Regions from separate parts of the Ovis aries genome. Here region 1 is linked to region 2. A link is a contact called in public Hi-C data. All regions are on one chromosome and are shown on one strand. Each heading gives the region's core, a stretch centred on a gene start, on an enhancer-like site or on the middle of the called end of the contact. The rest is flanking DNA. Distances are from core to core; before and after follow the strand shown. Region 1 holds the start of ORAI3 (ORAI calcium release-activated calcium modulator 3). Region 2 overlaps BCL7C (BAF chromatin remodeling complex subunit BCL7C).

Region 1 (7,409 bases), core at 4,612-7,111, 140 kb before region 2:
TGCCCTTCACATCAGGTGGCCAAGAACTGGAGCTTCAGCTTCAGCATCAGTCCTTCCAATAAATAAATATTCAGGGTTGATTTCCTTAGGCTTGACTGATTTGATCTACTTGCAGTCCCAGCGATTCTCAGGAATCTTCAGCACCACAATTTGAAGGCATCACTTCTTCAGCACTTAGCCTTCAACTCTTGCATCCATACATGGCAACAGGAAAAACCATAGCTTTGACTATACAGACCTCTGTTGAAAAAATGATGACTCTACTTTTTAATATGCTGTCTAGGTTTGTCATAGCTTTCCTTCTAAAGAGCAAGTTTCTTTTAATTTCGTGGCTGCAGTCACTGTCTGCAGTGATTTTGGAGCCCAAAGAAATAAAAATCTATCACTGTTTCCACTTTTCCTCCTTCTGTTTGCCATGAAATGATGGGGCTGGATGCCATGCTCTTAGTTTTTTGAATGTGAAGTTTTAAAACAGCTTTTTCACTCGCATGCTCAATGGAAGAGACAGAGACCCTGGACTCAGTAACAAGATTGCAAAACCCTTTAGCCTAACTCAGTCTCCACATTCAGAAACTACTGGGCCCTGTCAGCACTAGAAGGGAGTCAAGCCTGGAACCTTCTCTGCTCCACCCCTATCCTGCCCTCAGGGATACTTGCCTCCACTTGGCTCTTAAGAACAAGTCCCTGTTCCCAAGGAGGCCTCCTCTTTACTCCATTCACAGCCACAGCGACATGTGTAAAACACAATTTATTATACAAAACTAGGTGCATCAAAAATTCAGTGTCAGAATAGTTCTGTATTCTAAGGGCTATGGAATGGACCTTCTCCCTTATCACCCCAATCCTTGCTAGGGAGTCAGGCTGGACACGCGGCACCCCCAGCCCTGGACCAGGAGAGTAGGAATCAGTTATAGAAGCATGAATGTGTGTCTAGGGCAGTGGGGCAGGCATTTGAACCTCCTCCAAATAGGGAAGCTCTCCCTTGGAAAGGCTGGACCTATCTTTGGGGGAGAAACACCTAAATCCCTCTCTACCCAAATGCCAAAGCGAGAGCGTGGAAATCAAAATCTGAGGATGGGGGAAAGCTTCAAAAAAAAAAAAAAAAGCCAACCATAAAACAGGTTCTACAAAAGTAAAATAAGGATTGGCTGCCTTCTGGGGCAACTGGATGGGCGTGTATCCTTCTGACGTTCTCATTCTGTATGGGGGCAAGTGGCTAAGAGCACCTAAGGTCTGACCAGAGTCTCCCCGCCTCCCCTCTACCTGCTGCAGGAGCTTGGACTGAGGACCTTCCACTTAACTCTCATTCTCCTCCCAGCCCCCTGGGTGTAGAGTAGAGCTTCCAAAACCCATGGGGCAGACTAAACAGGGAGAATCCCTGGGAACGTGGGAGCTGCCCCAAGGTCCAGCCCAAAGGACCCTGAAGGCAGGAATCTTTTCTACCTGAGAGTGGCCACAAGAAGTGGCTCCACGCAGGGCAGCAGAATGGGATTGGTAGATCCGGGGCCTCTGACTGACCCCTGGGGCAGGCAGTGCTCTCAGCCTTGGACTAACACCAGCCTCACACAGCCTGAAGCTCCCCCTGCAGGCGACTCAGCTCCTCTAGCTCTTGCTTGTGGCGGTCGGTCTTGTGAGCAACCAAGGAGCGGTAGAAATGCAGGGCGAAGGCCACAAACACTAGCCCTACAGGTACCATGATTGCCGTGGAGGCCATGGCGGCTTGCCAGCCTGGTCCATGGGCCGCACCACTGCCACATGCTTGCCGTGGGGGGCAGGCCTCAGGGGCCTCAGCCTGTGACGGGGCTACAGAAGCGGAGGATGGCTTGGAAGCTGGACTAAGGGAGGTGGCCACTGGTGGCAGAGTCTCAGGCAGCTGGGAGGCAGGTCCCATTGAGCCTGATGTGCCCAAGGGGGCCCCGATGGGCACAAACTTGACCCAGCCAACCAGGACAACTTCAGCCAGAAAAAGGAAGGTGCCCAAGGCAGTGGAGAAGCCCCAGGCCAGCTCCACGTAGCGGTGGAGTCGCTGGTGTGGAGACTGGTGGACAGAGTTGAGGTTGTGGATGTTGCTAACGGCTTCAATGTGAGGCAGCAGACAGGTGGAGACCATGAGTGCAAAGAGGTGCACAGCCACCAGCACGGTGGTGCAGGCACTGAAGGCCACCAGCAGGCCCGGCGGGTATTCGTGGTTGCTCTCCAGCTGCACCTCAACCATGGCCACCTGCAGGGACAAGAGGGGATGGGTTGAGTGTCCATGACCTCAACAGTACAGGGTTTCTTTGCCTGTACATCACTGATGTATCCCTAAGACCTAGAACAGTGCTTGGTAGAAAGAAGGCCCCCATGCTTTAAGTGAATAAATGGACAACCTTGGCAAGGCTCTGTCCTCTTCTAGGCCTTGGTTTCCCCTCCTGGGGGGAAATTAGAGGGTTAGATGGCATGTTTCTGACCATCTTATCTTTTATAACACAGGGGCCCAGGACTTTCCTGATGGTCCAGTGGTTAAGAATCTGCCTTGCAATGCAGGGGACATGGGGTTCAATCCCTGGAGGGAGAACTAAGCTCCTACATGCCTCAGAGCAACTAAGCCTATGAGCTGCAAGTGGAGAGTCTGTGGGCAGCAATATGTCCAATGTGCTGTAACTAAGACCCAATGCAGCCAAATAAATCAGTTTAAGATAATTTTTTAAAAGATGCACATCATTTTCACTTTTAAAAAAATAGGGGTTAAAAAAAGCACAGATTCTGGAGCGGGGCTGCCTGGGTTCATTTTCAGTTGTACAAACTGTGTAATCTTGAGCAAGTAAAGTGGCTTAGTTCTCTCTGTGCCTCTCTTTCCGCATCTGGAAAATAGGGATGGATAACAGCACCTACCTGCCTTATAGGGTTGTTGTGAAAATTTAATGATACATTTAGAGACACATCAAGTGAAAAGAATAGTGTGAGGTACACAGTATGCTCAAGTAGATGTTTGCTGTTATTATTAGAGTTAACACTGAAGTCCAAGGCCAGAGTTTGCAAACTGGCACACCACAACCCAAGCCAGCTTGCAAACATGTTTTGCTTGGCTCAGACAGTGCATTTTATTTTTTTTTTAAGAATTGTTGCCAACTTCTAAAACTCAAGAGATTTCATGTAAATATCCCTATTTCTAGATCCTCCCAGAAATTTGGAAGATCTGATTACACCAGGCCCATATTCCTGCACGGCAACTATCAGTCAGAGTCGAGTCATGGCTGCTCCCTCTGCACAGGAGATGACGGTCTCTTGAAAGCCACAGTCCCCGCCCAGCCAACTTGACATCCATTATCACCTGTGTGGTCTTTGCACATATTTGAGTTGATGATCTTGTTCTAGGGTTGTATAAATTTGGATTCTAGAGCTAAACTGACTAAATTCAAATCCTGCCACTTACTTGCTGTGGAACCGTAGGGATGTGTCGTAATATTTCTGATCCTGTTTTCTCATTTATAAAATAGTCTTAGTAGTAGTACCTACTTTGTAGGATGACAGGAAGATGATATACATTAAAACCTTAAGCATACTTAAGCATACTGGTACTTAGTGACGGTTCAATACAATTTATATAATGTTATTTTAACCCAGGTCACCTGAATTCCAGGATCAGGTTCTTTCCCCATGCCTGGTTCTCGCAGGATCCATTAGATTGCTCTGGGCTGGGGTAAGGAGGAAAGTACAGAGCCGGGAGGGTAGCAGTAGGAAGGCAAGGCTGAGTATTTTGGGAAATTGGGCCATAGCGGATGTTAGCAGTTTTCTACAGACAGCAATCTGGGCCAGGCCTGGTCTTGGTTTCTCCTGGAGCCTGATTCAAACTTGCTCATCCCTGACAGGACTGGAGCCAGTCTGGCCCCCAGAACCTACTCATCTGGCCTCTTGATCCTGCAGAGAAGGTCCTGGCCCTTAAGCTGTCACCTCAGCAACCTGCAAGTTCAGCAGCAGGCGGGATTGTCTCCTTGGGAACACGCTGGACCATGGGGGGTTGGGGGTGGGGCAACTCCCTCAGCTGGGTCCCCAGGGCTGCTCTCCTTTCTCTGCAGTCTGTACAGGTGAAGGGGAGCATTCCCTGTTCCAAGATGACCCCACATCGGGCAGGGTGAGCTGGCCTATGGATCCAGGACCCTCACATAGAAAACCATAGATCTAAGGATGACCCTCAGGGATAGAAACGTTCCTGCCAGTCATCCAAATACAGAGGCTGTGACACAGAGAGGGGCAGGGACTAACTCAAACCACCCAGGGCTATGGCCCCTTTTTATCCCCATCTTGATATCCCCATTTCCATGAGGACCCCTCTCTAGCCCATTTTCTCCTTTTTCCTGTCATGATGGTGGAATATCCTGGACGAGCAGTCCAGCGACCCTGGGTCTCAGTTCCTCCTGTACCCTTCAGCTGCTGGGCCACCGCCCCGCTCTGGGCCTCGGTTTCCATCAACAGGGAGTCTCAGCCATTCTGATGCGAGTCTTGCTCTGACGTGCCTGGATCCAGGATCTGATGACAAGAATCAGCTCATCTTGCTTGGGGTGGCTCCCTGGCCAGCCTCAGAGGGCGTGCCCTTCCATGATCTCACAATTTCCCACTGGCCAGCGATGGGGGGCGGGGGGGCGCGGAGGCCTGTCCAGGGTCACACAGCTGGCCACAGGCAGGAAGGAGCCAGGACCTGTGTCTGCTGATGTCTTCTCACCCTGGGACCTCCCTCAGCCTGCTTCCTGTGAGGCCTCTGCTGGACCGTTAGCTGATTAGCATCTGCCCACACTTGGAGTTTATCATCTCCAGAATCGTGCTTCCTAGGCAGCTTTCTCGCCAGAGACTCCCTCACAGATATCTTCTGAGAGCTTTCCCAGGCCACCACTAAGCACTCTTCATGTCCGCTAGGGCCTGGCCTCCCTCCTCCTGTTGGGTGACCACTCCATCCAGTTTATTCTCACCCCTGCATCCTTGAAGTGATCCTTCAGCCCCAAGCAGCTCGGATTTGCTGTTGAGCCTGTGGTGGGGACCCAGAAACCACTTCTGCGTGTCCTGCCCCTTCTGGAGCTCTGCGCTCTGTCCTCGTATATGTATGCCCCGTGATGTGTGTCCCCAGTGACGCGTTTAGGATTTGCTTATCCTCCTCGGGCCCAGTTTATGCTAGGAGCCACTCCCACACCCATTGAGAGAGAGAGAGAGAGAGAGAGAGAGAGAGAGAGAGAGAGAGAGAGAGGGAGACACACACACACACACACACTTGCGTAGTCCCTTGGGACCTTGTTTGCTCCCCCCCACTTTTCCTTTTGAAAGACCGGTCTTTCCCACTCCTCCACCCTGTCTCCCTTAGGTACCTGTTCACCTTGCCTCCGACCCGTTCCCCTCCATGGGCTTCACCCCCACCCTGTGCGCCCCTTCCCTCCCCTCACCATGGCGAAGCCCGAGAGCAGGGCAGACGTGCGGCTGGAGGCTTTGAGCTTGGCCCGGCTGAGGTAGAGGCGGCGCCAGCTGAGCGCCCGCAGCGAATGCTGACTGGCCCCCATGAGGTCCAGGTAGCCACGATGCACGAACTCCCGGTATGTGGCCGAACCCGCGGGGCTCTCGGCCTCCGGGTTCAGCGGGGCCTGTTCGCCCGGGTCCCCCTCGCCGCCCTTCATCCTGGGGCCGCGGCACCAAGCGGGCTGGTCCGTCAAGGCGGAGCCGAGTCGCTTCTGAGGCCCCAGCAGGGCGGGCCCAGGTCTGGGGAAGGCCCCATGCCCCGACGGGACGAGCGGGGATGCGGGCAGCGAGCTCCCAGGAAGACGTGGCCCGGGCGGAGCAGGAAGAGCAGGCGACTGCGGGGAGCCCTAGGGGCTGCAGCCGAGGCCGAAACAGGAACTGGGGCGGAGGCGGAGCTGAGGCGGCCACATGATGGGGTGGAGCCGGGGGACCGTGGACAGAGATCCCAAGGGACCCCGAGACCCCAGTCCACCTAGGATGTCCTCTGGGTGCCTCAGCCCCACTGTGATGAACGCCGAGCCCGTGACTGGGAGTTCCGGATCCTGGACCACTCCAGGTACACCTGCACAGTCCAGACTCCTAACCCTCACCTGAACAGTGAACTCGGGGGAAGTGACCCCATCTCACCCTAAAGACTGCAGGAGGCCCTGCAGCCTCAATTTCTGGAGGCCCACTTAGACCTTAGGTGCCCCAGACCCATCCAAAGAGCCCCATCCTCCCAGACCCTCAAAGAATACTCGGGTCATCCCCCCCTAACTCCCACCCCCGGCATCCCTAACGCCGCAGACAACCACACGCGAACTCGCCGGCCCCGGCTGGAAGATTTTGAGTTTTATAGCAAACCATATTGTACAGATCCGGGGCCCAGGGGCCCAGCCCGGCTGGGTCCCCCGCTTATCCCTCGCTGGGCTGCCTCCTCCCCCTCCCCCAAGCGGCCCCATCCTCAAGCCTTCTGCGAATCCCCAGGACCCCCTCCCCTCCGGCCTTTGGTCCACCCAGTCCCTCCCCCCCCACCCGTGCACCTCCCTGTTACCTGAGGTATGTGGATATTCCCCCCTCCCCAATATGGTCCAGTCTGGCTCCCCAGGGAGACCCAGGCTGAGGGGCGGGACCTGGCCCCTGCCCCGGCCCCTGGCTCCCAAAGTCCCGCCCCCGCAGAAGTAGGGGCAGGGGAGGGCCAAGAGGCTACTATGTTCCCATGGCAACTAAGAGGGGCCATTTCCAGCCTTAGCACTGGCTTTGGGAGGTGTCCATTGGCTGCTAATTCCATGGCAACCAGGAGTGGCAGTTCCCTGGGCAAATGGGATACAAGGTTCCATGACGATGAAAGAGTGGGAAGAGCCAAGCTGGAGGAGTCCCATCTTCCCCATCACTGGGCTGGCCCACCACCCCCCACCCCCACCTCAGGGTCAGGAGGGGTGGAGCTGCTCAATACAGTAAAGCAAGAGAGCCTGGGGTGGTCCAGTCCGAACTGGGTGGTCCACCAGTCCAGTCTCAGTCCAAGCTGGTCCCGTCCCCTTAAGCTCTGGCTCCCCCAGGTCCGAGGTTCCCCCGGTTCAAGTAACACTTCAGTACAGATGAATGTTCAAGTATAGTGCGGGGAGGCAGGTAGGGGGCGGGGGTACCCCTCACCACTCCCCAGGGCGCGCTGAACAGCGGGTAGGCCCGCGGGCCCCACTCCTCAAGATAGCTGCCATTGTCAGTGACGTTCAAGGAGTCAGGGCTGGGGAGAAGGAACTGAAATCCGGGGAGGAGGAAGGAGAGGGGTGGCCCGAGAGGCTACTACTGCCCCCCTGCACCTGCTCTTGCCCCCCGCCCCTCACTCAGCCCTGTTGCTTTCCCCTGGTTCCCCGAATCCCCTCATCTCTGACACCTGGATCCCCAATTGCTCCTCTGGTTTCCCTTTTTGGCCCCCCCACCCTACCCCC
Region 2 (7,450 bases), core at 4,369-6,868:
GCTTTCACTGCTGAGGGCCTGGGTTCAATCTCTGGTTGAAAAGTTAAAATCCCACATGCCACATAGTGCAGCCAAAAAAAGAGATGTCATTTTCACCAACAACAAAATAATTATGAGACACATACATATCAAATAGAAATAGAAGTTCTGGAGCTTAACAATACAAAAATACAACTGAAATGAAGGATTCAGTTAACAGGGCTCTGTAGCAGATTTGACTTGGCAGGAGAATCAATACCACTGAAGACAGGTCAATTGAGGTTACTCAGTCTGAGGAACAGAAAGAAAAAAAGAATGAAAAAAAAAAAAAGAAAAGTGTCCCCAGAGACCTGTGGGATATCATCAGGTGTACTAATATACACATAATGAGAGTCCTAGGAGAGACGAGAACTGTGTAGAAAGAGTATTTGAAGAAATAATTTTCCCAAAATTTGATTTTTTAAAAAGTTACACAGCCACAAAGCTCAAAGTAGGATAAACTGACAGAGACTCACATCTAGACACATCATAATCAAACTGTCAAAAGGCAGAGTACTAAAAGCAGCAAGAGAAAAAGGAAATCATCATATACAAGGAATCTTCCATAAGATTAACAGCTAACTTCCTATCAGAAACTATGGAGGCCGGAAAACAGTGAGATAACATATGCAAAGTGCTGAAAGATTAAAACTGTCAACCAAGAAATCTATACCCAGCAAAACAATCCTTCAAAAAAAAAAAGGTGAAATTAAGACATTCCCAGATCAACAAAAATGGAGAGAATTTGTTCCTAGCAGAGTTACCCTACAAGAAATAGAGAGGCAATCCTTTAGGCTGAAATGAAAGGACTAGACAGTAACACAAATCCACATGAGAAAATAAAGAATATCAGTAAAGGAAACTATGTAAGTAAATGAAAAAGACAGTATAAATACATTTTGTTTATAATTAAATATGTTTTAAAGACAACTGCAAAATGCAATAATTGTAAAGTGGGGTTTATGGGCTTATAATAAATCAAGACGTAATCTGTTTGGCAATAATAGCACAAAGTAGGCGTGAGAGAAGGGAGCTATATAGGAGCAACTTTTTACATACTAGTGAAATTAAGTTGGCATTAACACGAACTAGATTGCTTTAAGTAGAGATGTTAATTGTAATCCCCAAGGAAACCACTGAAAAAGTAACTCAAAAGAATAGGCTAAAAGAAACAAGGGAATTAAAATGGAATACTAGAAAATACTTAACACAAAAAGAAAGCAGTAGTGGAAAAACAAGAACAAAAAGTGAAAGGCATATAGATAACAAATAGCAAAATGACAGATGTCAATCCTATCTGTTAGCAATTACATTAGGTGTAAATAAACACTGCAGTCAAAAGATAGAGATTTGGCAGATTTAAAAAAATCTTAATTTAAAAAACCCAACATGATCCAACTATATGACATCTTTATAATCAATGACATAAATAGGTTGAAACTAAAAAGAAAAAGATATACAAGAGTAACTATAAGAGATGTGGAGTGGCTATGCTAATTACTAGACAAAACAGAATTCAAAACAAAACTTGTTACTAGAGACAAAAGATATTTTATGATAATAAAAAGGTTGACCTATCTAGAAGACATAATAATTATAAATATATAAGCGCCTAAAAACAGAACCCCAAAACACCTGAAACGAAAACTGACAAAACTGAGGGAAGAAATAGGCAGTTCAGTAATAATTGTTGAAGACTTCAATACTTTTGACAATGGATAAAATAACGAGACAGAAGATCAGAAAGGAAACAAATCCGACAGTAGTGGAGTAGGTTTCCTATCTATTTCATTCCGAGAAACTATGGTCAAGTACCATTGCCAAAGACGTCTGCTAGCCAAGAAATCAGATTGCCTGGTGGTCCCTGCTGCCCTTTACAATTGATGTGTCTACCTTGTCTGGATCCCCTCATGTGTGTTTTAGTTGCTCAGCCGTGTCTGACTCTTTGCAACCCTGTGGACTGTAGCCCAACAGGTTCCTCTATCCATGGAGTTCTCCAGGCAAGAATACTGGAGTGGGTAGCCATTCCCTTCTGCAAGGGATCTTTCTGACTCAGGGATCAAACCCAGGTTTTCTGTATTGCCGGCAGATTCTTTATGGTCTGAGCCACCAGGAAAGCCCAGATCCCATCACACCCACTGATATTAGGGAGCCCCTGCTCAAATAGTGATATCCTCTATAAGCATGGAGGTGCTCCCTTCAATGTTTTAGCAAAGAAATTGTCTTCTGGGTCCTCTCACGGAATACAGTTGACAGATTGCACATGATAAATCTAATCTATCACACTAAGCCTTTAGATTCTCTCTTCTATGTGATACCAGGAACACTGTAGCATCTTGACTTCACTAAGTGTAGACTGCTATTAGGTCCAAAATTCAGTTAGCTAACCAAGTGATTTCTTAGTGCCAACTTCTTAGCTCATTAAATCTGGGATCTTTAGTAAATATACCCATAAATGAATGTGGCTCTAGCTAGAGTTATAATCTACCCTCATTGCTCTAACACCCTTAAAACCCATTCTCATGCACTTCTTAGGTTTCTGTCAACATATTCAGTTCAGTTCAGTTCAGTCGCTCAGTCGCGTCTGACTCTTTGCGACCCCATGAATTGCAGCATGCCAGGCCTCCCTGTCCATCACCAACTCCCAGAGTTCACTCAAACTCACGTCCATTGAGTCGGTGATGCCATTCAGCCATCTCATCATCTGTCGTCCCCTTCTCCTTCTTCCCCCAATCCCTCCCAGCATCAGGGTCTTTTCCAATGAGTCAACTCTTCACGTGAGGTGGCCAAAGTACTAGAGTTTCAGCTTTAGCATCATTCCTTCCAAAGAACACCCAGGACTGATCTCCTTTAGAATGGATTGGTTGGACCTCCTTGCAGTCCAAGGGACTCTCAAGAGTCTTCTCCAACACCACAGTTCAAAAGCATCAATTCTTCAGTGCTCAGCTTTCTTCACAGTCCAACTCTCACATCCATACCTGACCACTGGAAAAACCATAGCCTTGACTAGACGGACCTTTGTTGGCAAAGTAATGTCTCTACTTTTGAATATGCTGTCTAGGTTGGTCATAACTTTCCTTTCAAGGAGTAAGCGTCTTTTAATTTCATGGCTACAATCACCATCTGCAGTGATTTTGGAGCCCCCCAAAAATAAGTCTGACACTGTTTCCACTGTTTCCCCATCTATTTCCCATGAAGTGATGGGACCAGATGCCATGATCTTCGTTTTCTGAATGTTGAGCTTTAAGCCAACTTTTTCACTCTCCTCTTTCACTTCCATCAAGAGGTATTTTAGTTCCTCTTCACTTTCTGCCACATATTAGCAATGTATTACAATTCTTCCAATGTGTAAGATGTTCCTTCCTGGATCATAATGTGTACCTGTTCCCCTGGAATATGTTGATATTTGACTCTAGTTAAAGGCTTAAAACTCAACATTCAAAAAACAAAGATCATGGCATCTGGTCCCATCAATTCATGACAAATAGATGGGGAAACAATGAGAGACTTTATTTTGGGGGGCTCCCAAATCACTGCAGATGGTGACTGCAGCCTTGGAAGTAAAAGATGCTTGCTCCTTCAAGAAAAGCTATGACCAACCCAGACAGCAGAAACATTACTTTGTCAACAAAGGTCCATCTAATCAAAGCTATGGTTTTTCCAGTAGTCATGTGTGGATGTGAAAGTTGAACTATAAAGAAAGCTGAGCGCTGAAGAACTGATGCTTTTGAACTGTGGTGTTTGAGAAGACTCTTAAGAGTCCCTTGGACTGCAAGGAGATCAAACCAGTCAATCCTTCAGGAAATCAGTCCTGAATATTCATTGGAAGGACTGATGCTGAAGCTGAAACTCCAATACTTTGGCCACCAGATGCAAAGAACTTACTCCTTGGGAAAGACCCTGATGCTGGGAAAGATTGAAGGCAGGAGAAGGGGATGACAGAGGATGAAATGGTTGGATGGCATCACTGACTCGATGGACATGAGTTTGAGCAAGCTCTGGGAGTTGGTGATGGATGGGGAAGCCTGGCGTGCTGCAGTCCATGAGGTTGCAATGAGTCGGACATGACTGAACGACTGAGCTGAACTGAAAGACTTATAGGCAGCAGGGGAGATGAATTTTGAGTGGAATGAGCACCCCTTTTCAAGGCATTTGCCCCAGGTAAACTTATCACAGGGTTTTCAAACAGAGAAAAGTTAGTTTCATTAGACACAGGAGAGCAAGCTACTTCCAATGGCAAAAGAGACTCAGAATGACTTGGGAGTTCAATATTGTCTCCTTTGTCTGATTCTAACCAGATGCGCCCTTCCAAATTTCTGCACCCTATTCTTTCCTGATTGATGCCCTAGATTTCCCATAACAAATTTGTCAAGACAGTGAATTCAATTGTCATTTTCTCTCTCTAATCACTCAAGTGCACTGCAAAGAATGCATCCTACCACACAGTCTAGAGTTATTACTACTGCTATAGGAGCCAGGAGAAGCAGCCAGTTGGACTCCCAAGGCATACGCTCTAGTTGGCACCCCATCACAATCAGCCACAGGTGATAGTTTGATTAACTGTGATGCAACTGCATAGTGTGGTTTATTAGCATCCCATTTCCCATTGACTAGAGCTCAGCACTCAAGGTTGTGACCGTATCACTGCAAAATCCCATCTCTGTGGGTCTTTCTCCTAGAACCACTCCCACAATTATTGTATCAGTCAGGGTCCAACCAGGAGACAGAAGCTACCATGGGAAAGTTTAACATAAAGAACTATTGATAGGAATAATAGGGAAATGGCTAACAAGGGCTAAAGAGAGTTCTAAAAAAATACAGAATTAGATATTAAGATCAGCTACTATCCTTAGGACTGATGTAGAGAGCCCAAGAAAGATCCCTTTTCCACCAGGCTGAGATCAGACTTCATTTGAAAGGACCTGGTGGACAAACTGCCTTACCTATGTGACTTCCTAGAAATCGGCCCTCTGGGGTGTCAGGTAAAGCTGCTAATCATGGAGCATCGCTAGAACCAAGATGGCAGGAGGTGTTCTCTACAGGAGCCAGGTGCTGGAGAGCTTTATAAGTACTGGGATCAGCACAGTAGAAAGTCATGCCACTGCGGAGTCACATGGTAGAAAATATACACTCAGTGAGAGCCAGGTGCTGGAGAAAGCGGCACTGATAAAGGAATCAAGCACTGTCAACATCAGAGAAAGTGAGCTTGGTAAAAACACAATGCTGGAGAATATCAGACTGCTCCCGTCATCAAGTGTTGGAAAAAGTATGCTCTGCAGATCAGTGTGAGAGAAAGCTGCGTGAGGGTCAGGACTGGTGGTGTACAAAAGGAGTCCCAGCGCTGAGTCCAGTCACTGCAAAGGCAGTGTGTGGTCTGGGGTCAGTGGTGTCTGCATGGAGGTAGAGAGGTAAGGCAATGTGGTTGCAAGTTGGGAGCTGTGAGCTTATCAAAGGACTCCTCACTGTCACCTCTAAGGCAGGGAACCACTGGATGTGCCCACATACATGTGCCCGAGCAAAACTGTGCAACAGGAGCAAGAAAAAAGCCTCAACAGTACCAGAACCAGGAAGAACATCTTCCTCTTTCAATGTCCCTCCAGCGCCCTCTACTGACAAAGCTTAACATCGTGTTCACTGCAAGGAGAAACGTGTACATAGTCGAGTCCAGTATCTCAGAGCAAATACTAAAGCGTGAATTTGGAGCTGAGAGGCAGTAACTTGAAAACTGGCATAGTGGGAGAATCCCCACATAGTCTTTCTGAACCACAGACTGGGGACCAATATAGCAAGACAGGCTAAGTGAAAGTCCCACTTGCTACAAAGACAACAAATCAGTAAAAATACCACATCCCTGGGAGAAGTGCAGAAATTCATGCCAAAGAACTGAAAGAAGCAGGGGTAGTGAGACATCACATACCCATTTAACCTGCCTGTCTGGCCTGTTCAGAAGTCAGATGGAGAATAACTGGACCAGCATGAACTGAATCGGGTAATGATTTCAATTGCATCTGCTGTCCCAGATTTAGTACCTTTCCCCTGGTATTTGGTAATTGACTAGCGACTTGGCTTTTTCTCCAGACCAGCTTGCAAGGTCCACCAGAGCAGTTTCCTCTGTAGCTGGCAATGCCACTGTATATCTTCAGGATGCTCCAGGGATCTGTCAATTCTGATCTGCTGTAATATTGTCTACAAAGATCTCAATCATCTTAACATCCCACAGACCACCACACTGGTCCACTATATTGAGAACGTTATTGGATCTGATGAACAGCAAGTAACAAGTACCTTAATTGTCCTAATAGACATATGCAGACTAGAAGGTGGGAGATAAATGCCCTCTAAAGACTCAGGGGGTACTTCCCTGGTGGTTCAGTGGTTGAGAATCCACCTGCTAATGCAGGGGACATGAGTTCAAGCCCTGGTCCGGGAAAATTCGACATGCTCCAGGGCAACTAAGCCCCTGCACCACAACCAGTGAAGCCCATGCTCTGGAGTCCATGCTCCGCAACAAGAGAAACCCCTCCAATGAGGAGCCCTCGCACCACAACTAGAGAGTAGCCCCCGCTCATCACAACTAGAGGAAGTCCACGTGTAGTAACGAAGACCCAGCACAGCCAAAGAAAAAAAAAAAAGATTCAGGGGACTGTCACTCCAGTGAAGTTTCTGGAGATTCAGTGGCCTAGAGTATGTAAAGATATCTCCTCCAAGGTGAAAGACCAGTTGCTCCTCATACAACCTACTCTCCCTCAAAGAGGAACAGTGCTTGGTAGGCATGTATGGATTTTGGAGGCAATGTAGCTCGTTAGTAAAGGCCCCTGGGAGATGCCAGTTTTGAGTAGAGAGCAGGGCAAGAGAAGGTTCCATAACACTTTCAAGGTGCCCTGTCTCTGTACCAATGATCCAGCAAAGCCAGTGACATTCCAGCAGGCACCAAGAGTAGAATCAAAGCACAGACCCAGGATTTTCGATAAGTGTAGGCTCTTTCCTATAGACAACTGTTCTACTTTTCAGAAACAGTCTCTGAGGAGTTCTTTGGTGGTCCAGTGGTTGAGAATCAATCAGCCTTGCTACGAGGGGACGCAGGTTCAATCCCTGGTCAGGGTAACTAAGATCCCACATGCAGCAGAAATACTGAGCCCACGCACTCAAGAGTCCGTTGCACAGCACCTGATGCAGCCAAATAAATATCTTAAAAAATCTGTAGCTTAAGGGACTTCCAGGTGGTCCAGTGGCTAAGACGCCAAGCTCCCAATGCAGGGGACCTGGGTTCGATCCCTGGTCAGGGAACTAGATCTAAGACCCAGCGCAAATAAATAAATATTTTTTAAAAAATCTATAGCTTAAAAAAGAAACAGTCTCTGGCTTGCTCTTGGGACGTGGTAGGAACTGAACACGTAGCCAGCAGATATCGGGTGACCAAGCAACCTGAGAT

The links. Hi-C and Micro-C count contacts between places; a contact is called where the count stands out from the background.
Region 1: a contact with region 2 is called in a Hi-C map of hypothalamus, with 3 times the contacts expected there. The contact joins the promoter of ORAI3 here to the enhancer-like site in region 2. A contact is called at or near these places in 9 of 16 Hi-C or Micro-C datasets (blood, hypothalamus, liver and 4 more).

What each region holds. Positions count from the first base shown.
Region 1 is chr24:27,601,148-27,608,556 of ARS-UI_Ramb_v3.0, reverse strand. It overlaps ORAI3 (ORAI calcium release-activated calcium modulator 3), which reads right to left and starts at 5,861. Exons shown (of 2, transcript XM_012104397.4): 1 at 5,412-5,861; 2 at 734-2,221. The coding sequence starts at 5,639. The coding sequence ends at 1,562.
Region 2 is chr24:27,463,704-27,471,153 of ARS-UI_Ramb_v3.0, reverse strand. All of the region lies in intron 5 of BCL7C (BAF chromatin remodeling complex subunit BCL7C), which reads left to right. Among named protein-coding and RNA genes, the nearest start is that of BCL7C, 20 kb to the left of the region's middle. Within about 2 kb of position 5,618, at least 1 of the 54 cell types and tissues checked has an H3K27ac peak or open chromatin away from gene starts, as enhancers often do. A contact at or near this core is called in hypothalamus, where this site is marked.